Linked DNA regions of Mus musculus: all the other regions are linked to region 5. The links are chromatin contacts, called in public HiChIP or PLAC-seq and promoter capture Hi-C maps. All regions are on one chromosome and are shown on one strand. The core of a region is the stretch at or near the end of the contact, and the rest is flanking DNA. Distances in the headings are between cores, read along the strand shown.

Region 1 (3,075 bases), core at 40-2,539, 380 kb after region 5:
ACAAATGACAGCTGGTTAAGAAAGCCAGAATCCCTGGGGAAAGTCCTCGCTTGTAGATTAGGTTTGTGAGTTACCTGTGTGCGGATGGTGTAACTGCTGACGATGGCGCTAAGAGGGATCACCCAGAGAGGAAATAGATGAACCACATCATAGAAAGTGGAGCAGAGCCTTTTTAGGGCTGGGGTGTACCTCAGTGGGCAGGGTGCTTTTCTAGCACGCACAAAGTCCCATGTTAGATCCCCAGTAGTGGCACATGCCACTCCGGAGGTGGAGAGAGGGCTTGGGGAGTGAGATTATTTGGAAATGGTAGGCTTTATCTTCCTTCCATGTAACTTTCAAACTCCTGGCTTTCCATTCTCCACCAGCACCAACTTCATGTCATCTGAGGTGCTATTTCAATATTGATGGCGTCTACTCATAAATGTCAACTTAGAGTCTGGTGTCAGGCATGAGCTGAGGTCGAGGCGGGCTCTTCTCAGCATCTATAAACCATTTCACACCACTTGAGCCTAGGATCAAGCTGTTACAGGTGCCCTTTCTCCTCCCATCTATCAGTCCCAGCTACAAACAAAGTTTCTCTCCAGCCTTTGCTGGCTTCAAGAAAGGCTGGATAATATACCGGGGGTGGGGGAATTGCATTTCAGAGTAAGATGTGTTCCTGTCTTCATCTACCATTTGTTAGGGGTGTGACCTTGGGCAAAACTCACTAACAGCACAGTGCCTAGTTCCCCAATCTGTAAAACGGGGTTAGTAAAATCCATATGCTATATTGGTGTGATATTAAGAAGGGCTGACTTTTGTAATGGCTTAGCTTCAGGGATCCGCTGACTCGTTGAGCTACAATTAAGATGAGAATCACGGTGCTTCAGACTTGTCACAGGGCAGTGGCAGCCCCTCACATGATCCCCAGATACCAGATTATGGCGTGTGCTGCTACGATCACTTGTCTTTCCAGTCGCCCAACATCTCTTGGGTCCGCGATCACGCGCCCCCCACCCGAAGCTGAGCCTGACGCGGCGGTGGCTCATGCGCCCTGGAGTCCCGAGCTCTAGCCACGGAACACACGTCCCAACTCTGGCGCCCAGCTCCGCCCCTAGCCTCGGGCGCGTCTCTCCCGCCGCCTGCTTGGGTGCTGGAGCAGCCGCGCCCGCGGGCTCTAGGCGCTGATTGGCTGTGGACCGCGGGCGGACAGCCGAAGAGCGCACACACCCTCTTCCCGCAGCCAATGAGCACATCCACGTCACTGTCCGGGGCGGCCCAAAGAGCCGGCAGCCCCTCAATAAGCCACATTGTTGCACCAACTCCAGTGCTGGAGTCTCAGGACACCACAGGCTACCCGGAGTTGTTCTGCTTTGGAGATCCGAGGGCAGGAGCATCACGCCAGTGACTCTGATAGGTGCGATCGCCGGATTGGAACAGAACTGTCATTTTTTTCCGAAGTTGAGCCTTAGTGACCCAGTGAGTGAAGTTAGCGACGGGACGCTAAGCAGCTAGACCGGTCGGCAGGAGTGAGACTTAGGGTACCTTCTAGTAGTTGTGATTAAAAAAATTGAAAAAAAGAAAAAAAAAAACCCTGTTTCTGGAAACTTGAGGCCCTCAGCTGGTGAGCCATCGTGGTTAAGCTTCTTTGTGTGGCTCCTGGAGTCTTCGATCCCAGCCGGACACCCGGGCCTGGTTTCAAAGCGGTCGGACAGCGCTGCCTGCTCCATCGGTAGCGCTCGAGCCTCGGTTTCTCTATTTGGCCCCGACTCGCCGCAACAAGATGATCGCCTCGCATATGATCGCCTGCTTATTCACGGAGCTCAACCAAAACCAAGTGCAGAAGGTAAGTCGGCACGGGCGGGAGCTTCTGGCTCGCTTCGGACCAAGTTGCGTGCTCTCCCGGAATCTGGAGCACGCAGAGGACCTGCTTCCTCCTCCTTCGGGGCTGGAGACGTGGAACCAGTCTGGGTAGCTGGGAAAGTCCTGCGCGCGAGAAGCCACGTCTGCTAGGCACCCTCGTGGCCCGACCGCTCACCATCGATAGTCCCACCTACCCGGGACCTGCGCGCACCCTCCCCACCCTTAGAGCCCCTAATTTCTTGATGGGACGGCCGCCCTGCACGTAGTCTGAGACTGCTGCGCCCACGTGGGAGGAGCCCCCTTCTGCAGCCCCGAGTTCCGGCAGGAGCACGTGGGGAAGAATCCTGCTTAGGGGAGGAGGCGGGGTGGAAGCGTGTAGCAGCTGGGGCCCGGCCCTCTTGAATTTAAGGATGTGTTGAAGAGGCCTTCGGTTCCTCGTGGCGCTCCTTGGGGGTGGATCGGGGGTGGGGTGGGGGAGAGAGCCACCCAGGAAGGAGCGGGAAAGGGCGCAGAAAGACTAGCCTGCCGCGCCCCCTCCCCGGAACTGAACTGCCCGGAACTGAGGCTCGAAAGGGGCGCCCCCTCACAGCAGACCTTCCTGGGGACCGCCCCGCCTCGTCCCCGTGTCTGGCCGCCGAGTTGAGGGCGGATTTTGGATAGTATGTTCTGATTTGGAACTAAAAGTTACACGGAATGGACTCATCTTCCCACCCCACGATCCCCAGAGTTCTTTTTTTTCTTTTTTGTTTTTGTTTTGTTTTCTTGGTTTCTGAAAATGAACCTTTAGTCGCTCTGACCTTCCTGAGCCCACCTCACTCTGCCTTCCCGGCAAACTCCAGTTCTCTCGGCGCGCCATTTACATAAGAAAGCGCCTCCGGCCCTGCTTGGAGCCTCACTCTCCTCTTCGGGCTAGAGAGGTGGGGGTGGACCGGAGCCAGGCCCGGAGCGCTCTAACTCCCAGGAGAATTGAGTTTCTAAAATACCCAGGATTACGGGATTGGTTCCTACCCTAGTCCAGGATTTAGGAGAGGGAATGGTCTAGTATGGGGCAGGGGCCGAGGGTGGGTGCTGTCCAGAGGTTTGTGTTAGAGCTCAGTTACACATTTGAAATTACAGTGTCTCACAGGAACAAATTTTAGGGAAAGTGCCTTGACCACGTTCCAGCCCCCTCCCCCCTCTTCTCTTGGTCCTGACTGCGTGGGAGAGGTTGGTCGGTTGCTTTTGATGTATCCA
Region 2 (3,052 bases), core at 91-2,590, 420 kb before region 5:
CGGGCTAGGGAGAAGGGTCAGAGGGTAAGAGGCGCCTGCTGCCAGGGCTGCTAACCTTAGTTCAGTTCCCAGAACTTAACCATAGGGTAATAAAGAAACTGTCCCACAAGGTGTCCCTCTGACAATTACCGTTCCATGCTCACTTGCACACATCCTCACCGTGTGTCTTAGTCAGGGTTTCTATTCCTGCACAAACATCATGACCAAGAAGCAAGTTGGGGAGGAAAGGGTTTATTCGGCTTACACTTCCATCCTGCTGTTCATGACCAAAGGAAGTCAGGACTGGAACTCAAGCAGGTCAGGGAGCAGGAGCTGATGCAGAGGCCATGGAGGGATGTTCTTTACTGGCTTGCCTCACCTGGCTTGCTCAGCCTGCTTTCTTATAGAACCAAGACTACCAGCCCTGAGATGGTCCCACCCACAAGGGGCCTTTCCCCCTTGATCACTAATTGAGAAAATGCCTTACAATTGCATCTCATGGAGGCATTTCCTCAACTGAAGCTCCTTTCTCTGTGATAACTCCAGCTGTGTCAAGTTGACACAAAACTAGCCAGTACACCGTGCAAACACACACACACACACACACACACACACACACACACACGATAAAAATTAATGTAAGTTTAAAAAACAAAAACAGGACCGACTGGCAGAGGGTGGCTATGTAGATAGGTAGTCCATGATGCTTTGTTTGAACCGGCGATGTCAGCTCTGCTGTGAATGACAAGCTAGATAGCGATCCCCCTTGAAATATTAATTCGCTATTATTCCGATGGAGGAGCCATTGGCAGGAAACTCCTGCTTCAGAATGGGACCCTTGGAGGCTCTCAGAGACTGAACCACCAACTAAAGAGCATAAGCAGGCTGGATTTAGGCCCCCCACACATATGTAGCAAATGTGCAGCTTGGTCTTCATGTGGGTCCCCCAACAACTGGAGTGGGGGCTGTCTCTAAAGCTGTTCCCTGTCTGTGGGTCCCGTTCGCATAACTGGGCTGCCTTCTCCGGCCTCAGCGGGAGAGGGGAGAGGATGAGCCTAGCGTTGCAAAGACTTGATGTGCAACAGTCAGGGGGAGTGGGATATCCAGAGGGAGGAAGGGAGGGATTGTGCGTCGCGGGGGGGGGGGGCGGGGAGAGCGGGGAGTGCAACGGTAGGGATGTGAAGTGAATAAAAAGATAAATTAATGGGGGGAAAAGCATACTGGTTTCTGCTGCAGTCCCCTCTTTCACTAGGTTCCCTTTCCTTCCTGGTTCGTTTTCTTTACCAAAAGGAGCGCTGCAGCGCTCCCTCTCATTGGTGGAAGATTCCAGCCCCACCCACCAGTTCTCCACACCAGGTCCTAAATCCGTGGAGCGTAATTGAAGGAGTGGCGAGAGTGGGCGTGTCATCGGAGGTGACGTTTCCGGAAGCTCTGACTGTCATCCTTCACGAAAGGTGGGAAGGGTCCCGGGAATGCAGCGGGACTGGGGATCCTGGCGCGGTGGGACCCCGCGGGGAGAGGCCGTGAGTGTGGGGTCCGTGTCCCTGGCCCAGGCCGGCCGCGCGCGAGCTCTGGGATGGCCCTGTCTTCAGGGCTGGCTTCAGACCAGCCAGGCCTGGTCTCAACACTCCTTGCATTTTCGAGAAACCTGACTGAGTGCCTTGCATTTTTGGAGAAACCTGACTGAGTGCCTTCTAGATGGGCGCTGCCAGCAGTTACTGCTGGATCCCTCTCCCGATACACACGCTCTGCAGGGTTGCTGAACCCCATGTTGTCCCGAGCCACTCGATGGCTTCTGGAGGATGGTCCTTTCTTTACCCACAAGTGCCTCTCTCGAGAGGTGCCCAGATGGCCAGCATCCCATTCCAATGAGCTCTTCTGGGCTGTGCCCAGTTCGGCGGTTAGGGACGTGGGCAGATTTACACTCTCAAGAGGATGTGTTTTACACTCGCAATGTCCCCACACTCCTAGCAGCCCTCGGCTTTTGCTAGAAAAGGGAGTTTAGTGGGGAAACTTCGTGGACAAAATGCCACCGCAAAGTTAGGGCAAGCTAAAGCAGAACTGGCCTAGAGAAAACAACCTCTGAGGACAGGTGAGTAGAACTGAGATATAGCTGAATGCACAACACTGTAATCTGCGTCTCCCCGGGCAGATGGGAATCCTGACCGAGGAATAAGATGGGAAAAACAAGACTGCTCAGACCCAAGATGAGTGTATTCTAGAACAGGCTGGCTAGGGTGTGCTGTTATCCAGTGCACACCGACAACCCCGTTCCACTCAGGATTATGTGCAACGATGGTGCCAGGGAGCCCAGAAGCAACATCTAGAAAGAATGTAAATTCCTACAGTTTGGGTACCAATGAGTAGGAACTCCTAGAGTGTTCCACCCCAACCTAGGTGCTGTCACTTTGCCGTTTACACCCTGCTTGGCTTGTGGGGACAAGCACGGATTGATGCTTCCAAGCATGAACTACCTGGCCCTGAAAGTGGTGAATGGGATGGGCTGAAGTGAAGGGTGGTTTAGTGAGCAGCGTCAGGAATATTCACCCTAGAAAGGAGCCCCGCATTAACCTTGTGTTCAAAACTGAGGAAGCGTATCCCGGTAAATACCATTTCATCTCTGGTGGAATGAAATGGTCGACATGAATTATCCAGGCCGTGTTCATGAGGATTCACTGAACACACTCTGCCAGGGATTGGGTAAACGGAAGTGGTCATCCGCATAAAGAAACAAGAAAAAGAAAAAGACGCAGTTCTCTGGATGGGCCTCCTACTGATGGAGAGTAACTCTTGGTAGCAGTAAGACCAACCCACAGTGCCCTGTTAATGACTGTGTTCCTTGTACCATCAAATTGCAGGACAAGCTTGGTTTTCTTTTGTTGTTTTTTTTTTTGGTTTTGTTTTTTGTTGTTTTTGTTTTTGTTTTGTTTGTTTGTTTTTTGTTTTGTTTTGTTTTTTTTTACCTGTGTCAGTCCTCAAATCAAGATTTGGGTGTTCATGAGGCCAGGAGGGATAATTTGTTGATCAGAACCTGTATGTAGTGTATGTAGTGTTTTATTTTCTCTAATGTTTT
Region 3 (3,048 bases), core at 499-2,998, 280 kb after region 5:
CTCATGGAGGCATTTCCTCACCTGAAGCTCCTTTCTCTGTGATAACTCCAGCTGTGTCAAGTTGACACAAAACCAGCCAGTACAGTTTCTAAATTTTCCCTCTTGCCATTTCTGATGTGTATATTCAGAACTTTAAAGGTTAGAAGTAGTTCTTTAGCATGAAGTTAGTAGAAAGCTTTTTCAAAAGATAGCTTTAGAAACTAAATAATAGTGGGGCAATTGGAAAAATGACTGTTTTAAATATATAATTTATTTTTATTTTCTGTTCGTTGGCATTTTCCCTGCATGTATGTCTGTGTGAGGGTGTCAGAAGCCCTGGGACAGGAGCTACAGGTGGGTGTGAACTGCTATGTGTGTGCTGGGAATTGAACCTGAGCAGCCAGTGCTCTTAACTGCTGAGCCATCTCTATGGCCCCCAAAATTCTAATAGATTCTGTAGTTTAGTGGATGGTATTATTTAATTGACTTTTTCCAGTGTTGATAGATGTACTCTGGCTAGAAAACATGTTGGTATTTGAGGATGCTGGGGGTAGTTGTAAGCATGTGTCATCTTAGCACTGGGAGGTAGAGGCAGTAAGATTAAGAATCCAATGTTATCTTTAGCTATGTATTGATTTCAATGCCAGCCTGGACCACATTACAGCTTGTCTCAATAAAATAAAAATTTTAAAGGAAGATAGTTGGAAACCTTTTCACAGACTTCCTGAAACATAAATAAAAAAAGATAGTCTGGAGCAAAGGTTTAGCAGTTCCTAGCACGGGCTGCTCTTGCAGAGTGAATCATGGTTTGATTTCCAGCACACGCACACAGTAGCTCACAACCACTTGTAATTTGGGTTCCAGGGGATCCAATGTCTTCTGATCTTCTTGAGCACCAGGCGTGAATGTGGTACACATATATACATACAGGCAAAACACTCATTCACTGAAAAGAAAATAAATCCCTGAACTCAGTTGTGATGCTTTTTCTAAGAAATCTTAGCAACTCTATAGTGAATAGGAATGAGACCAGGCATTTCAAACCCAGGAAGATAAAAGGGTGCCAGGGGCCAAAGACATAAGCAAGGACAACATTGGGAAGCTTTTTGTTGTTGTTTTTGAGTCAGGTCTCAATATGTAGGCTTGGAACTCACTATATGGAAACCAGACTGGCCTCGAACCCACAAAGATCTGCCTGCCTCTGCCTCTGCCTCTGCCTCTGCCTCTGCCTCTGCCTCTGCCTCTGCCTCTGCCTCTGCCTCTCTGCCTCTGCCTCTCTGCCTCTGCCTCTCTGCCTCTGCCTCTCTGCCTCTGCCTCTGCCTCTGCCTCTGCCTCTGCCTCTGCCTCTGCCTCTGCCTCTGCCTCTGCCTCTGCCTCTGCCTCTGCCTCTGCCTCTGCCTCTGCCTCTCTGCCTCTGCCTCTCTGCCTCTGCCTCTGCCTCTGCCTCTGCCTCTGCCTCTGCCTCTGCCTCTGCCTCTGCCTCTGCCTCTGCCTCTGCCTCTGCCTCTGCCTCTCTGCCTGAGTGTTGGCGTTAAAGGCACTACCCTGGAAGTGAATATCTGACCCTGAGTCTGTGTTGGGGCAGAAAATGTGGTGTCAAGAGTAAGCTCTGGGAAAGGCTCCTGTCCCACGAGCCACACCAGTTGTCACGCCAACAGCTGCCACACAGAGAGTTCTTGGAAGTTCTCTGTTTAGCCAAGGAGGAGGCACACAGTTCAGGCAGAGCCACTGAACGATGGGCAGGCTTTGCTTTATTTCATTTCTCCATTTACTTTTACAGGTTGCTCCTACAGACCCGCCCTCTCTGGATAAACCATCAGGAAGACGTACACAACGTTAGACAAAGAGGCTTTGTTTGAAATGTGCCCCCAGTGGCTCATGTTTGAACACTTGGTTTCCCAGCTGGTGTGGCTGGTGTGGAAGGCAATGGAGCCTTAAAGGGCTGGAGCCTAGCTAAGGGAAGTGGGTCAGGGAGGTGGGGCCAGGGTGGGCAGATCCCAGTGACAGCACCTGTCACCATAAAGCTGTCTGTCACCATGCTTTCCTCTTCTTAATGGGCTGAACCACCTCAAATTGACCCAGAACAAACCCTCCACCTTTTAGTTGTTTCTTATCAGGTGTTCAGTGACAGCAAGAGAAGAAAAGTAGGGAATCCAGCCCCGCTTGGCTTTGGAAGATCCACCCCAGCCTGAGATATCTTCCTCAGAAAGCCAGAGTGGCTTACCTTTCTTTTACTTCACCCTTTCAACTGTGAGCACATGTGCCCTTTATAAAAATAAAGTTCAGCTTAAAACTCACATATCAGGAACTGGACTGTGGGCTCAATGGGTGGGAGTGCCTGCTCTGGAATGATGGATCTAAGTCTGAATTCCCAGAACCCATGTAAAAAGTCAATCATGGCTATTCGTGCCTATAACCCCACTGCTCTGTGTGCATGTGTGTGTGTGTGTGTGTGTGTGTGTCTGTGTGTCTGTGTGTGTCTGTGTGTGTGTCTGTGTGTGTGTGTAGACAGATGACCCTGAGAGCCACTTCTGGTTCAGTGAGAGATCTCTGTTTCTAGGCAATAACTCCTTAGTGAGAGGCATGGAGGAGAACGCCTACTATCTTGCCTTGACTTCTGAACATGTATGTTAAGCTGTGCACAGCCACACACCCACATACATGCATCACACACTCATATGCCACACACATGAACAAAAGAGTATGAGTCATAAAGTTTGGTAGGTCACACCTTTATGCTCCCAGCATTTGGGAGGCAGAGGCAGATGGATCTCTGATCGTTCATGGTTGACATAGTGAGCTCCAAGTCAGCCAGGGATACACAGAAAACCTCTGACTCAAACTACTACTACTACTACTACTACTACTACTACTACTACTACTACTACTACTAAATAGTACAAAAAACTCTGGTGCCTGGAGGATGGCAGGATGGCTCAACAGTTAAGTGTATTGGCTACTTTTGCAGAGGACTAGGGTTTGATTTCCAACACCCATATGGCCACTAACAACCATGTGTAATTCCAGTTCCAGGGAATCCAATGCCCTCTTCTGGCCTTTGTGGTACC
Region 4 (3,109 bases), core at 502-3,001, 380 kb before region 5:
CCTCTCTCTGCCCAGGTGAGCAGAGAGCACGTCCATGGAGCTGGGCCTGGCACCCAGACTAGAATAAAGCATTATGGCTGCTGTAAATCTCCCAGACTACCCTCTTGGGGCCCTCCTTTATCATTCCTCCCCTTCTCACAGAAAAGGGAGCAATTTCCCTTGTTCACATACCCTATACTGTTCTCGTAAGATCAAGAACCTCTCTCCATTTTCTCCACAGCCTGGTGGAGTTCTGTTGAGGGTCATTTTCCAGAGCCTGTTGTCTACAGCTGGGGGGAGAATAGTGATCATTTCACATCTGCCCCTGTGCTCCGTAAGTAGGATTTAATCCTGTTGTTTAAACCTGTATCCTTGTTTTTCTCCTCCCTTGTTCTCTCCATTACTGAAAACGTTATTAAAGAAAAACCTCTAAATAAGATGTAGGGTGTGCGGATACCCATGCCTGCCTGTAATCCCAGTACTCAGAAGACCAGCTGGGGCTACAAAGCAAGGCCTTGTTTTACTTTGACACTTATTTGTGTGCTCATGTGTGAGCTCATATTTCTTTAATTAAAATATAATTACATCATTTCCTCCTTCCCTTTCTTCTCTCCAATCCTTACCTTGCACCCTTCTGACATTTTTATAAATTGTCTCTACCTTTGTAACTGCTTCTTATCTTAAAACTGTTATGTGTAGGTTGGCCTAGAATTCATGGAACAGTGACCAGGTGCCTGGGGAGAGAGAGAGAGAGAGAGAGAGAGAGAGAGAGAGAGAGAGAGAGAGAGAGAGAGAGAGAGAGACTCCTAGACTGACTGGCTTTCTTGAAGGACAGAGGGAGAGGAAAGACTCTGAGGGAGGGAATCGGGATGTGGCAGTCTGAAGGATAGGAAGGCAGGTTTTTGGACCGCTGAGCTTGAAGGACCCACACTCACCTGAATGCAGCTCTCCAATCTGCAATTGATCACTTTGGTCTGGATCAGGTACGAAGTGTGAAGTTGAGACTATCTGCCACAGAGCTAGTGTTAGACACTGTGGGACATGGAACAGCTGCCCAGGGAGAGAAAGAATTACACAAGAAAAGTCAGAAACCCAAGACTCTGGAAACTCGCTCCTGCTCGTGAGCCCTGCCTAGTGTACTCGTTCTTGAGGCAGCACTTCTGCTTTTCCCAACCCTGGGGGACGGGCAGAGCGACTCCAGGGAGGAGACCTGGAGAGTGTGATGATCTAGAGGAAGCTGAAGGTGACTGGGGACCCCAGAGCATCAAGACAGTTGGGGCACACGGGGTTTTTTTGCCAAATGCAGATGGGATTTCCCCTCAGCCTCTGCTGTTCTGCGTTTGCCCCAGACAAAGCAAAGCACAATGGCACTGATTCTGTGGGCATGAATGTCTCAGGCAGACCCTGAGGCAGCAGGCGGAGGGCCTGAGGAAGGAGGCGGGACAGAGGAGGCCACTGCCATTCTTGGTATGGCTCTCTCTCCCAGAGCACAGCCCTGTCAGGCCTCACTCTGGACAGCTTATAAGGCCTGGTGTAATTTTTGTTTATGCAAGTATGGCCTAAAAGGAACAAATCCATGGTCCAGAGTCTGTTACCACTGAATCCTTCTGCATACATTTTTCAAATGATAATTCACTCTACCCACCCTCCATCCACGCCCCGAAAGGCTGGTTTATTAAAAAAAAAACACCTTATATGGTAATATTGCTACCACACCGTCAGCTGGCCTTTTTAGGGACTCTGTTTAAAGAAGATCCGCCTTGGGGGTTTTATATTGCTCTGGTATTTCTGCCAAAGACACCACGGCCCTCAGTCTCTCGGAGAAGGACTTCTCACACCCTTGGTGAGTACTGACTTGCTCCTGTGGCCTCTTCCTTCTGGGGGAAGCCAGGCCTCCTGTGTGCCTATAGAACTCCAAATTCGCTTGGTTTCTATGACACTAGCCCAGGTCACACGTCAAGGCCCTTGGTGTCATTGATACCTGGAACACTGCTGTCTGCTGGGAAAGGCATTTCTGACCAGAGGGCAGCCTGGGGACAGGAAGTCTGGGAACCCCCAAGGTATGGCTCCTCTAGTCTACAACTGTCCTGATCTCCTTACCAGAGGCCAGCATGTCAGGAAGCCTGTTTTAGGGGGAAACTGCAGAAAAGCAGCTTCCTCTTGGGTGTTTAGGCCATAGCCAAAAGTGGCCCTGGTATCCATGAGCTACCTATATCAGGAAGAAGAAGGAACATCCTTCACTTGGCTTTGGTTGGTCTTTCTCTCCTCCAAATTTGAGCTTAGCTGAGGTGAATGGAGAACTTTCAAGTTATCAGAAAGCTGTAAGGTTGTTGTGAGATGAGGAAAGTCAGATGTGAGAGAATAAATGTCCAGTGGCTTCGTGATGTTTTCGAGCTATAAGGCAGCTAACTTGTTCTCCTCTGATGAGGTCACTGAGGCCCAGGACAATTCAGCAACTTTTCTAAAAGAGGCACACTTGCAAATCACGGTGGCTCGTGCTTGTGTTCTGAGTACTTGGAAGCCTAGAGCAGGTGAATTGCCCAAAGTTCAAGGCCAGCTTGGGTTACTTAGTGAGTTCTAAGACAACCTGGGTCTCAGTGTGAGACTCTGTCTCAAACAAAACGAAGCAACTCACACCAGCTGTGAAGCAACTCACAACAGCTGTGAAGTCAAGACCACCATCCCTGCAACACACACACACACACACACACACACACACACACTTTTGTGAGCTGTATCCAAGTGGGGTAGGCTAGGGTCAGGCTGGTCTTGGAGACAAGCAGCCTAGTGCTCAGTGTTACCAAGTGACTTCCATTGGCTCTCCCAATAGCATAGGTACCCAGGATATCTCCCTAGTGAGGAGTGAATGTGTATAGTATAGCACCCAACCCAACCATTTAGATTTCAAGTCCTAGGAATTTTAGAGGGCTAGGTAGGTCAGTCCTTTGGTTGTTAGATGCTAAGCTAAAGGACTGAGCAGTGGGGTAGCACGGAAAGGGTTAATGATAACGGCAAGAGTTTATCCTGAGGAGGGACTGCTCTGGAGGCTGAGAGGACTGACACAGGGCAGATATGCTACCACTGTGTTGGGAGTCTCAAAGGGAGAATCAACAAGGGCTGTGATGAGTTA
Region 5 (3,083 bases), core at 301-2,800:
CTAAGAAAAGCCCAAAAGTAACCTAGGGACATAATACTTCACAAAAGAGATGTAGATAAGTAATAATAATAATAAAAAAAATTGTAAAGAGGGCCAGAACTAGGTGTGGTGGCTCACAGCAATAAACCCAGCACTCAGAAGCCTGAAGCAGCTGTCATGTGTTCAAGGCCAGACTGGGCCATGAAGTGAGACCATGAAGGAAGATGGTTCCTTCCAAAATCTACCTCCAAATATAAGTTTTTATCTATCTACCTAATTGTTTCCTATTTTATATTCTCCAATATTCATTCTCTCAGGCAATCCGGTGTCTTCTGTTCTCTACATTCTCAGTTCCTGGCCTTGAATTCCCAGAAACCAAGCGGCTGCCTAGTTCTCCATCTAAAGCTTTGCTTCCTTAAGCCCAAAGCCAACGCAAAACCAAAGAACCGATCCCTTAGGCCTCCCCCCACAGCTAGGACAGAGATGTGGCGTGCACTTAACACAAGAGAACAGAGATATTTTTTACTCTTTCATTTTCTCGAGGTCCTACCAATCTGTTTTATTTTTTAAAATGCCTTGACTTTGGGAGTAAGAGAGTTGACCCCACATTGACCGCTCTTGCAGAGGGCCTGGGTTTGATTCTTAGCACCCATGTGATGGCTCCAAACTGTAACTCCAGTTCCAGGAGATCTGATCCTCTCTCCTGGCCTCTGCAGGCATCAGACATGAACACAGTACACAAACACACATGCAGACAAAACACCCATATACATAAAATTTTTTTTTGACTTAAAGGTAATTGGTTTTTGACCAGTGAGATGGGAGAGTGTTGGTATGGGAAGAAGCTATGAGTTCAAAGGCAACCCGGTCTATATTGTGAGTTCTAGACCAGCCAGGGCTACACATTGAGACCTTGTCTCAAAATAAAAGGCAAGCCATGGTTGCGCATGTGATTCCTTTAATCACAGCACTCTGGAGGCAGAGTTGAGTTGGAGGCCAATATGGTCTATATAATCAGACTGTCTCGATTTAAAAAAAAAAAAAGTAATAATGATAATAAAGTAAGTTTTAAGGTCACCCTCACAGTTGTTTGATCCATTTCGTAGTCCTGAAATTGTCAAGATAGTGATTCATCCATCAGACCCTCTTCCTAGTGCCTCTGGTTTACCCACCAACACGGGTTCCTGGTCAGAAAGGAATTACTATTTGCACTAGTGGTTCAGCTGTTTCCGAATTCGCTTGCCCTTGGCCTGGTCCAGCCGTTGACCCTTTCCCTCAGGGACCGAGGTACAGGCATGCCCATCTCGAACCTAGAGCTAGTCCACTGCCTCGATACCGGCCAACCCCAGTTCTTGCGCACTCCCTAAGTCTAGCTGAAACTCACCGAGCCTTCGTGACTCATTTTCGTGACAGTCACTCCAAGGCGGTGTTTCAGCTGCCTTCAGGACCCTCCATCGTTGTAGCTGCAGTGGCCGCGACCCAACGGTCTCCTCGGCAACCAGGCCCCGCTGAGGGTCCCTGGCGTGGTCCACGGTTGCTTGGTAACCGCGTAGCTGCGCGCCGCAAGTTCCAGCCACAGGCCACGCCCAGAGGCCGTGCGTCGGTGCGTCGTCTCTATGGTGGCGGCGGATTTGGAGGGACCTTAGGATCGCGGCGTCAGGCAAGGCACACTTGAGGGTGGTGGGGGTGGGTTGCAGGTGTGACCTCTAACCTTGGCGTGGGCCTTCAGGTAGCTAAGCTGTGGGAAGAAGAGCTGGAGACCACATTCTGCATTTTAGCTGAGACGTTCCGTACTAGCAGGTATTTACATCATCATTCTTATTGCGGGATTCCCTGGTGGCTGCAACACTCAACCCTGGGGCTCTCTCCAGCTCCGTGGGATCCTCTCCTCCTTGTGACTACTATCCATCACTTTCCTCGGGGATCCTATCAATCAAGGGTCTCTCTCAGTGTCTCCTGGTTGCATCTCATTGTCCTTCTCCCCTGTCCCAGTGTCCCCAGTGGCCTTCTCCCTATTTGTCGTGCCGTGACTCTAGGACTCTCTCTCTCTCTCTCTCTCTCTCTCTCTCTCTCTCTCTCTCTCTCTCTCTCTCTCTCTCTCAGAATGTTCCGCCGCGAGCGCTCCATCCCACTTCGTAGCTCTGCCGCCGCCCTGTCTAACAACCTCAGTGTACTGCAGCTGCCAGCCCGTGATCTCACGCATTTTGGGGTGGTTCATGGACCGAGCGCCCAGCTTCTCAGTGCTGCCCCTGAGGGTGTGCCCTTGGCCCAGCGCCAGCTCCACGTTAAAGAGGGTGCTGGAGTGAGTCCCCCACTTATCACTCAGGTAAGGCAAGGAGTGAAAGAGGTGTTGCTTAAATCAGTGCGATCCTTGTTCTTGAATACCTATCCTCTTGACGCCTTATGTCCTCTTCTATGATGCGCGTCTCTCCAGGTTCACTGGTGTGTCCTCCCCTTCAGAGTACTGCTGGTCCTCACCTCGCATCGAGGGATACAGGTGAGAATAGAACCCTCCTGCCCTTTCTCCAGCGCCACCCCCACCCAATAACACTTTTAGATGTCACATGCGCAGCCCACTCTGCCTCTATTTTTCGTCTTCTTTTGTTCCATTTTCTTCACTCTTCAATTCTGCATCAGCAGTTTGCTTCTGTTATTAACTCTGTGACCCTTGGGCACGGGTAGCCTCAGTGTCCTCCTCTGAAAACTATGGATAAGAATAGTGCCTGCCTCCCAGAACAGAGTTTGAGGATTCCAATGGACTTACCTGGCTGGGTGAAGTGCCCAGAACTCAACAAGGGTCATCTGGATCTTGCTCTCATCCTTGCCCCCATCTTCCAGATGTATGAGTCTGATGGCTCCGTCATGGTTTATTGGCACGCCTTGGACTCAGGCGATGCTTCTTCAGGTACCTTCAGGACCATGTGGAGCAGGGGTGGAGGCTGGGAGAATTCGCTGGGGCTGGGGGAAGTGCTGTTTCTGAGAGCTGCTTTTGTATTCAGTACAGGCTATGTTTGCCCGAGGAATTGCTGCCAGCGTCCACTTCATCTGTGTGGGTGAGCAGACTAGAGACAGGGCTAGGGCCTGTATGTGAAGTACATGATTGT
Region 6 (3,254 bases), core at 39-2,538, 350 kb before region 5:
ATGGATAGAATTTAGCGGCTCCGATCTCCACGAGAATCCTACCTAGATTATAGTTGTTGTAGCCAAGGCTAAGTGCAGTGGTCAGAGGACACCTTTCAGGTGGTGGTTCTCTCATTTCACCACGTGGGACCTGAGGATTGTGACCCTGTGGTGAACAGGCTTAGCAGCAAGTGCCTTTAGTCAACTTGCAAGCCCCCTCCTCCTTTTTGAGCTAGTCTCGTACATCCCAAGATGGCCTCCAATGCACTGTGTAGCCAAGGATGACTGAACTTCTGAGCCTCCTACCTCCACCTCTCAAGTTCTAGGATTACAGGCGTGTGCCACCATACTGGAGTTCTCTGCTCCAGATCCAGCCCACAGCTTTGTGTGTGCTAGGCTCCACAGGTCACATCTTTCCAACAACTGCAGGACTGTAGATTTTATGTTTCAGAAAGTCTCTTCCATGCCTCCTCTCCCCTCACTCACTGCATATAGTCCTGTACATGTCTCCTCTCCAGGATTCATTCTTACAGAGCCAATACCATGCTTAATCCAACTCGTTATCCTGATGAGATTCCTCCAAGTGAACATTTACCTATTTAAAGGTCAAAATAAAATGGGGTGTGATAAAATAAATGGTCCAACATTGTGCTGACAGTTACACAGGATGCGAAACATTACTTGTGTAAGTTATTGGATTGTTCCCTTCCTGCTTAAAACAGTCCAGTCTCTTCCTGTAGGCAATAAAGTCCCAAAGTATGGAGGAAGAAGGCATTTATCTTAGGGCCAGTGAGACGGCTCAGCAGGTAAAAACACTAGCTGCCAAGACTGATAGCCTGAGTTTGAGCAGACTCTTATAAGTCGTCCTGACCTCTACAAGTGCGCCATTAATGAGTAAGTAAAATGATACGTAATGAGCATGCTGGAACACACATTGTAGGCTCACCACTTGGGACGGGGAGGCAGGAGGACCAACTGCACTACATGAGACCTTGTCTCAAAATATCAAAATAAATAAGTATAACAAGATTTTTGTTGTTCTGTTTTTCAAGACAGGGTTTCTTTGTGTAGCCCTGACTGTCCTGCGACTCACCCTGTACACCATACTAATATGCAATATACACATATTAATTAAAACGATGAGAGGGCTACGGACGCCTGAACTCTACTTCAGCACACCCTCCTACACCACAACACCGAGACACTCCCACATCGTCCCTGCAAATGTCGCGAGAACAGAGCAGCTCCTGCGGCCTCACCCGCCTAGAGAGCTAAAACCAGCCACTTCCTGCCTGACGGCCCTCTGACGTCAAAGGTGCGCTGGCGTCGCTTGATCGCAGGCGGAAGTGCTCTCGGCGGAAGTGCCCGCCTTGCTCGGCTTGGGTAGGATGGCTGCAGGTCGGTTCCTTCTGCGTCGTCTCCGAGCGTCTTTCCGTTCCCCGCTGCGGAACGCGCTCGTGGACGCGCCACACGCCAGGGCCATGCACGACGGGGGCGGCCCCCGAAGGCTCTGCATTGAAGGCAACATCGGTAAGGGCCAGAAAGTGGCTGTCGAGCCTTGGCCTCCGCCGAGTAGGTGGCTGAGAGGCTGGGAAAAGAAGTTGGCCTCAGATCTGTCCCACCCTGCCCACCTGACCCCTTCTGCTGCCACCGCCCAACCTGCCGGCCGGTTCTGCATGTCAGGCCTTTCTCCCACAGTGCACCGCGGGTTTTGATTTTGGGAGACATTGGGCCCCAGTACCCGCCCACCTACTCACCCACGGGGACGTAATAGCCTGACGCAGGCTTTAGATAGCCCCAGAATTATACTGGTTTACTGGCATGTTTCATTCGCTAGAAATAGATGCGACAGTGTGCCGGTTCTTTTCCTAAAATAGCATCACCAGATTTAGCAAAAATAAAAATAAATGTCCAGTTTACATAGTTTAAGATAATTTTGGTGTGTCACATGCAGTATTTGGGGCATACACTTAAAAAATGAGCCATTGTTTATTTAGACTTTTTTTTTTTTTTTTTTTCCCCTGAGACAAGGTTTCTCTGTGTAGCGTTGACTGTCCTGGAACCCGCTCTGTAGACCAGGCTGGCCTAGAACTCAGAAGAGATCCGCCTGCCCCTTGCCTCCCTTGTGCTGGGATTAAGGGGATGTGGCACCACCGCCTGGCTTAGATCAATTCTTAACAGATTCCATTTTCACTATTTTGCTGTACCCCCATGTTAATTGCACTACAAATTATTATGACAGTGTTCTATTGTTTTGAAACAGTCACTGTGTAGCCCTAGCTGGCTTGGATCTTGCTATTTAGACCAAGCTGGGCTCAAACTCACAGAAAGTTGCCTGCCTGGTTAGGAAGGATCATGCTTCTTAAATTTAGAAATAGATACTTATTATATATTTTGTTATAAGTAACCCAGTATCTTAAAAAACAAAAAAGCAACATGGAAGGAAAATGGCTCAACTCACTGTTGCTGAATTCTGAGGGTACTTAGCTCTGCACAGATGCTGATAATGCTATCAGGTGTGGGCTGCTCAAGACATTCTAGCAGCAAATAGTTTCTCGTTTTATTCATTCAGCAAATCGCCCTTTGAGTGTCTTCTCTGTGCTGGCACTGTTCCTTGACCCTACGGATACAGCCATGACCAGATCAAATAAAAATTCTGCACTTTAATAGGAAGTGATACATAATAAAGCTACAGAAATTAATTAAGCGGGGTAAATAAACAGTGGATGAGCTATTGATGAGTAAGATGAGAGGTTGAGGGTGGTTGTCTGTCTTCCAAATATAGTAATTGCCAAGTACCTCACTGGTGAAGGGATGCTGGATCAATAACCTGAACAGTGTGGGGGAGTGAGCGAGGTGGGCAGCTGACCAACAGTATTCCAGGCAGAGCAAGTCGGAAGGCCTGGGGATAGAATGGTGTGTTCAGTGAGCAGGAGGGAACCCATTCCAGCCAAAGTAGAGTCACCAAGGAGGGCAGTGGAGGAAATGATCAGGTGGATGAAGGAGGACCGGGTTGTGTAGATCCCAAAGACTATCGTGGGTTGTTTTCTTAATTTTAAATTTTACTCTCTTATATATTATATCCCAACGGCAATTTCCTCCTTCCTCTCCTCCCAGCCTCTCCCTCCACTACCCTCCATCCATTCTTGCGTTTCTCATCAGAAAAGGACAGGCCTCCCATGGATAACACCCTGAGACAGGAAGCCATTCAATGGTTTGAGGTGTTGAGAGATGAAAGCATCTCTGCTCAGTGCATAGGAAGTGGAAGGTTTCAG
Region 7 (2,917 bases), core at 214-2,713, 330 kb before region 5:
TGGAGGAGAAATGGCTGGGCTTGTGTTCCCCTAACCCTTAGAGTCAAGAAGAGAGCGCGTGGCTGGCCATGTGACTCAGGATACCCATCCCTGTGTGGGACAGTGCCAATTGGACAGAGTGTGCAGGGTCTGTGTGGGAACAAGTGTCACCTGAGCTTGAGACTAGAGGGCACAGTGAGCAGAGCCTTCAGCAGTCACAGCGTGGCACGTCAGGAAGCTTGGACGTAGGGTCCCTGCACTTCTCCCCACACTGGCTTCCCATCACAGTCTAGTGTGTACTCCCATGTGCACTGGAATGACGTGGAGCCACGATAAAACTGTCCCATGAATTTTAAAATCATTCATTATAATCATGTCAGTAAAATTAGAATTATGCCAAATATTCAAAATAGGATTTTGCCTAGACTGTAGAGGGAAGAAAAGTTTGCTCAGTTTAGCAAATTCATAATAAAAAGGGAAATGCTGATTTTAATAGATCCAGGCTGGTATCAATGGTTGTCTGTAGTCACTGGGTGATAATTATGAATAGCTTTTACCAGAATTGTTCTGTCCTTGTATGTATTTGAAAACATGATTGTATTATGTTTTTTAAAATATTCATTTATTCTAATCCAGAAGATATTTTTCTCTCAGAGGAAAAATTAAGTACCTTAGCTGAAGCTGCTTGCTAGTGGGAATGTAGCATGGGTGACCTCTGAGGAGGCAGCTGGGCAGTTGTAGGAAGAGCTCATTCCTTTTGCCCTGTTAATCCTGGTGCTTAGAGTTGAGTCCGTAGATACGCTGGCACACAGACAGACTGCCCTGTTACGTGCATCACTGTTTGTAATAGCCAAGCACTGGAGATGACCGAGTGCTTATTAGGGGACCTGGCTGAGTGTACTGTACTGTAAAACAGAATACTTACTCTACAGCACTGTACTGGTTGGCTTTCTTTGTTGCTGCCTTTTTGTGGCAAGGTCTTAAAACTCATAGCCCAGCTGGCCTGGAACTCACTAGAAGCATTCAGGTTTCAGCTACCCTGTGCTAGATTTCTAGGTGTGAACCGTGCTGAGAACGGTGAAGCACTGTTAAGTGAGAAGAGCAAGCCTAAGAACAGAGTGTGCCGTGGGATAGTGTCTCTCCGTTCTCAGGAGATGGTGTCAGGAACGCATGTGTGCATAAACTGCTGAAAGCTCAGTCACGTGTGGTGCTGTGAGTGAGGAGAACAGAGTAGCCAGAGGCAGGAGGGTACAGGAAACACGGGTCACAGAGCTCCAGGTCAGCCTGGAGCACACCTAGAACTACCCCCAAAATAAAGTCAAAGACAATAAAACTCGGCAGGCAGGCAGGCGGGTTGGGGAGGGAAGGTGCTAAAGAGAATTTGTTTGCATAGTTTCATTTCCTTAAGGGAAAGATGGGACATGGGGGAGGGTGGAGTCCTAAGTCAGCGGGTTAATCTGCCCACACTCTGAGGACAGTTGACATTGACTAATGAAGTATTTGACCAGGCAGAAAGAGGAACAAGGGCAATTCAGGCAAAACAAACATTTGGAGCAGAGGTTTTGAAGTGTGAAGGGGCTTGGCTTGTCCCACAGGAAGGAGGCCAAATCTGGCCAAAGCCATGAGCAAGGGAGGGACTAAGGAAGTTGAGGACAAGTACTGTGGCCTTATGTGCTGTGGCAAGGAATCACAGTTCTCAGGGGCAGAGACCCTCAGACCTGCAGGTGGAGGCAGAGTGAAGCTCTGCAAAGGGGCAGGGAGAGGGGCCTTCATGTCAAGACTCAGGTTTCATTTGATTCATTTCATTTGACTTATGCAGATGTTTCATCTACTCCAGAGTGAGTGCTTGATCTAGAGATGTTTCAAATTGCTTACCACTTTATAAGTAGAGTGGCTCTCACAAGCCAGGCACAGTGACACATGCATATAATCCCACCACCTGGACAGCTGAGGCAGGAGGATAGCAAGTTCATAACTTCTTGAAGTCTTTGGTTATGCCTGTAGCTGGTAAGCAGCCTGTGGAGCAAATATTTTAAGCAGGGGCACAAGAACCATAGAAGGCTGGAGTGAAGGGCAAACTGGAAAGGCAGAATGACTTTGGCAATCCTAGATGTGCCTTACCTCAGAGCAGTCTCAGTTACCTGCGGGTGGGTGGAGGATGGAGAAAAAGCAGCCCACCAAAACTGCTTGCCCCACACATGACTATGACAGATGACTGACTCTTAGGCCCATGCTCTCTTCGTGCACTTCTTCACCTCCAGGAGAAAGAAAGCAGCAGGCTCTTGAAGTGTCCAGATGAAAAGCATGAACGCCAAGGCAGAGGTGAGAGGACAGGGCCAGCTAGAGAGATTAGAATCTCCTGGATTCTTGATGTGCTCGGGAGGAAGACAAAGAAGGGTAGTTTCAGGCTCCCAGTGCGGCTGGCTGGGTGGATGGAGTTTGCTACTAACCATCTGAAGCTACTCCGAGGAAGGGCAGTCTGAGGCAGAAGTGGACAACATGGTGCCAGTGCCCTGAGCAAGGCAAGAAGCAGCAGGTGCAGTCATGGGCCATGGTACCAAAGAGGACATCCAGACATTTTGTGGGTTGCTTGGCCCTGTAAGACTGAAATGTAAGAGTCGGGGGATTGTCTTTTAGGTTTGTATGGAGAGACTCTACCAGAGGGATAGAGAAGAAGAAAAGGGCATTGAGCTGGCCTATCTTCAACAGCTACATAGTCAGCACGAAGACTGGTTTATTAACAAGACTACCAAGTAAGTGTGTAACAGACAGACCAGAGCCTCCACCACCGTGCTGAGCACAGCCGTAGCTCCCAGCGGAACTGCAAGGATGCGGGACGTGCCCAGCATCTCTCCCTCCTTTCCTTCCTTCCTTTCTTTTCTCTCGATTGTGCCTTGTGGTGAATGCTTGTCATAATTGGCTCAGGATGGAAGACTGA

What was found. HiChIP or PLAC-seq counts read pairs in DNA pulled down with a chosen protein or histone mark. Capture Hi-C pulls out chosen DNA fragments and counts their contacts.
Region 1: a promoter capture Hi-C map of adipose tissue shows a contact between it and region 5. The contact joins the promoter of Hk2 here to the promoter of 1700003E16Rik in region 5. A contact is called at or near these places in 1 of 484 Hi-C or Micro-C datasets (B cells), 4 of 115 datasets of contacts at active chromatin or transcription factors (bone marrow-derived macrophages, effector CD8 T cells, large pre-B cells and 1 more) and 2 of 9 other capture datasets (adipose tissue and liver).
Region 2: a promoter capture Hi-C map of liver shows a contact between it and region 5. The contact joins the promoter of Stambp here to the promoter of 1700003E16Rik in region 5. A contact is called at or near these places in 5 of 39 promoter capture datasets (the C10 cell line, cranial neural crest, maxillary cranial neural crest and 2 more), 4 of 484 Hi-C or Micro-C datasets (cortical neurons, memory CD8 T cells and regulatory T cells), 8 of 115 datasets of contacts at active chromatin or transcription factors (the 230-238 cell line, T-cell acute lymphoblastic leukemia, bone marrow-derived macrophages and 4 more) and 2 of 9 other capture datasets (adipose tissue and liver).
Region 3: a contact with region 5 is called in a FOXA1 HiChIP or PLAC-seq map of pancreatic cancer cells. The contact joins the enhancer-like site here to the promoter of 1700003E16Rik in region 5. A contact is called at or near these places in 8 of 39 promoter capture datasets (the 3T3-L1 cell line, hematopoietic stem and progenitor cells, hippocampal neurons and 5 more), 4 of 115 datasets of contacts at active chromatin or transcription factors (the SCID.adh cell line, bone marrow-derived macrophages, embryonic stem cells and 1 more) and 1 of 9 other capture datasets (liver).
Region 4: an H3K4me3 HiChIP or PLAC-seq map of bone marrow-derived macrophages shows a contact between it and region 5, with 4 times the contacts expected there. The contact joins the promoter of Actg2 here to the promoter of 1700003E16Rik in region 5. A contact is called at or near these places in 3 of 39 promoter capture datasets (fetal liver, frontonasal cranial neural crest and hippocampal neurons), 4 of 115 datasets of contacts at active chromatin or transcription factors (bone marrow-derived macrophages, embryonic hindbrain, fetal liver and 1 more) and 3 of 9 other capture datasets (adipose tissue, liver and pancreatic islet).
Region 6: a promoter capture Hi-C map of pancreatic islet shows a contact between it and region 5. The contact joins the promoter of Dguok here to the promoter of 1700003E16Rik in region 5. A contact is called at or near these places in 4 of 39 promoter capture datasets (hippocampal neurons, liver, maxillary cranial neural crest and 1 more), 31 of 484 Hi-C or Micro-C datasets (the Ba/F3 cell line, the C2C12 cell line, CD4 T cells and 22 more), 14 of 115 datasets of contacts at active chromatin or transcription factors (the NIH/3T3 cell line, the SCID.adh cell line, Th17 cells and 10 more) and 4 of 9 other capture datasets (adipose tissue, embryonic stem cells, liver and 1 more).
Region 7: a FOXA1 HiChIP or PLAC-seq map of pancreatic cancer cells shows a contact between it and region 5. The contact joins the enhancer-like site here to the promoter of 1700003E16Rik in region 5. A contact is called at or near these places in 1 of 39 promoter capture datasets (the C10 cell line), 1 of 115 datasets of contacts at active chromatin or transcription factors (pancreatic cancer cells) and 1 of 9 other capture datasets (adipose tissue).

Annotation. Positions count from the first base shown.
Region 1 is chr6:82,772,668-82,775,742 of GRCm38.p6, reverse strand. It overlaps Hk2 (hexokinase 2), which reads left to right and starts at 1,289. Exons shown (of 18, transcript NM_013820.3): 1 at 1,289-1,825. The coding sequence starts at 1,763.
Region 2 is chr6:83,570,792-83,573,843 of GRCm38.p6, reverse strand. It overlaps Stambp (STAM binding protein), which reads left to right and starts at 1,340. Exons shown (of 10, transcript NM_024239.2): 1 at 1,340-1,433. The region is part of intron 1 of Gm21284 (predicted gene, 21284); the gene reads right to left.
Region 3 is chr6:82,874,456-82,877,503 of GRCm38.p6, reverse strand. No RefSeq gene overlaps it. Among named protein-coding and RNA genes, the nearest start is that of 2310069B03Rik, 5.9 kb to the left of the region's middle. Within about 2 kb of position 1,748, at least 28 of the 459 cell types and tissues checked have an H3K27ac peak or open chromatin away from gene starts, as enhancers often do. A contact at or near this core is called in the SCID.adh cell line and pancreatic cancer cells, where this site is marked.
Region 4 is chr6:83,534,893-83,538,001 of GRCm38.p6, reverse strand. It overlaps Actg2 (actin, gamma 2, smooth muscle, enteric), which reads left to right and starts at 1,751. Exons shown (of 9, transcript NM_009610.2): 1 at 1,751-1,822. Gm38844 (a long non-coding RNA gene) reads right to left here. Exons shown (of 3, transcript XR_869202.3): 2 at 915-1,029.
Region 5 is chr6:83,154,871-83,157,953 of GRCm38.p6, reverse strand. It overlaps 1700003E16Rik (RIKEN cDNA 1700003E16 gene), which reads right to left and starts at 1,550. Exons shown (of 4, transcript NM_027948.1): 1 at 1,364-1,550. The coding sequence starts at 1,381. Wdr54 (WD repeat domain 54) reads left to right here and starts at 1,575. Exons shown (of 11, transcript NM_001362119.1): 1 at 1,575-1,639; 2 at 1,709-1,779; 3 at 2,083-2,305; 4 at 2,414-2,476; 5 at 2,818-2,884; 6 at 2,979-3,032. The coding sequence starts at 2,084.
Region 6 is chr6:83,505,003-83,508,256 of GRCm38.p6, reverse strand. Dguok (deoxyguanosine kinase) reads left to right here and starts at 1,288. Exons shown (of 7, transcript NM_013764.2): 1 at 1,288-1,509. The coding sequence starts at 1,368.
Region 7 is chr6:83,481,162-83,484,078 of GRCm38.p6, reverse strand. Dguok (deoxyguanosine kinase) reads left to right here. Exons shown (of 7, transcript NM_013764.2): 5 at 2,617-2,732. Among named protein-coding and RNA genes, the nearest start is that of Dguok, 24 kb to the left of the region's middle. Within about 2 kb of position 1,463, at least 105 of the 459 cell types and tissues checked have an H3K27ac peak or open chromatin away from gene starts, as enhancers often do. A contact at or near this core is called in adipose tissue and pancreatic cancer cells, where this site is marked.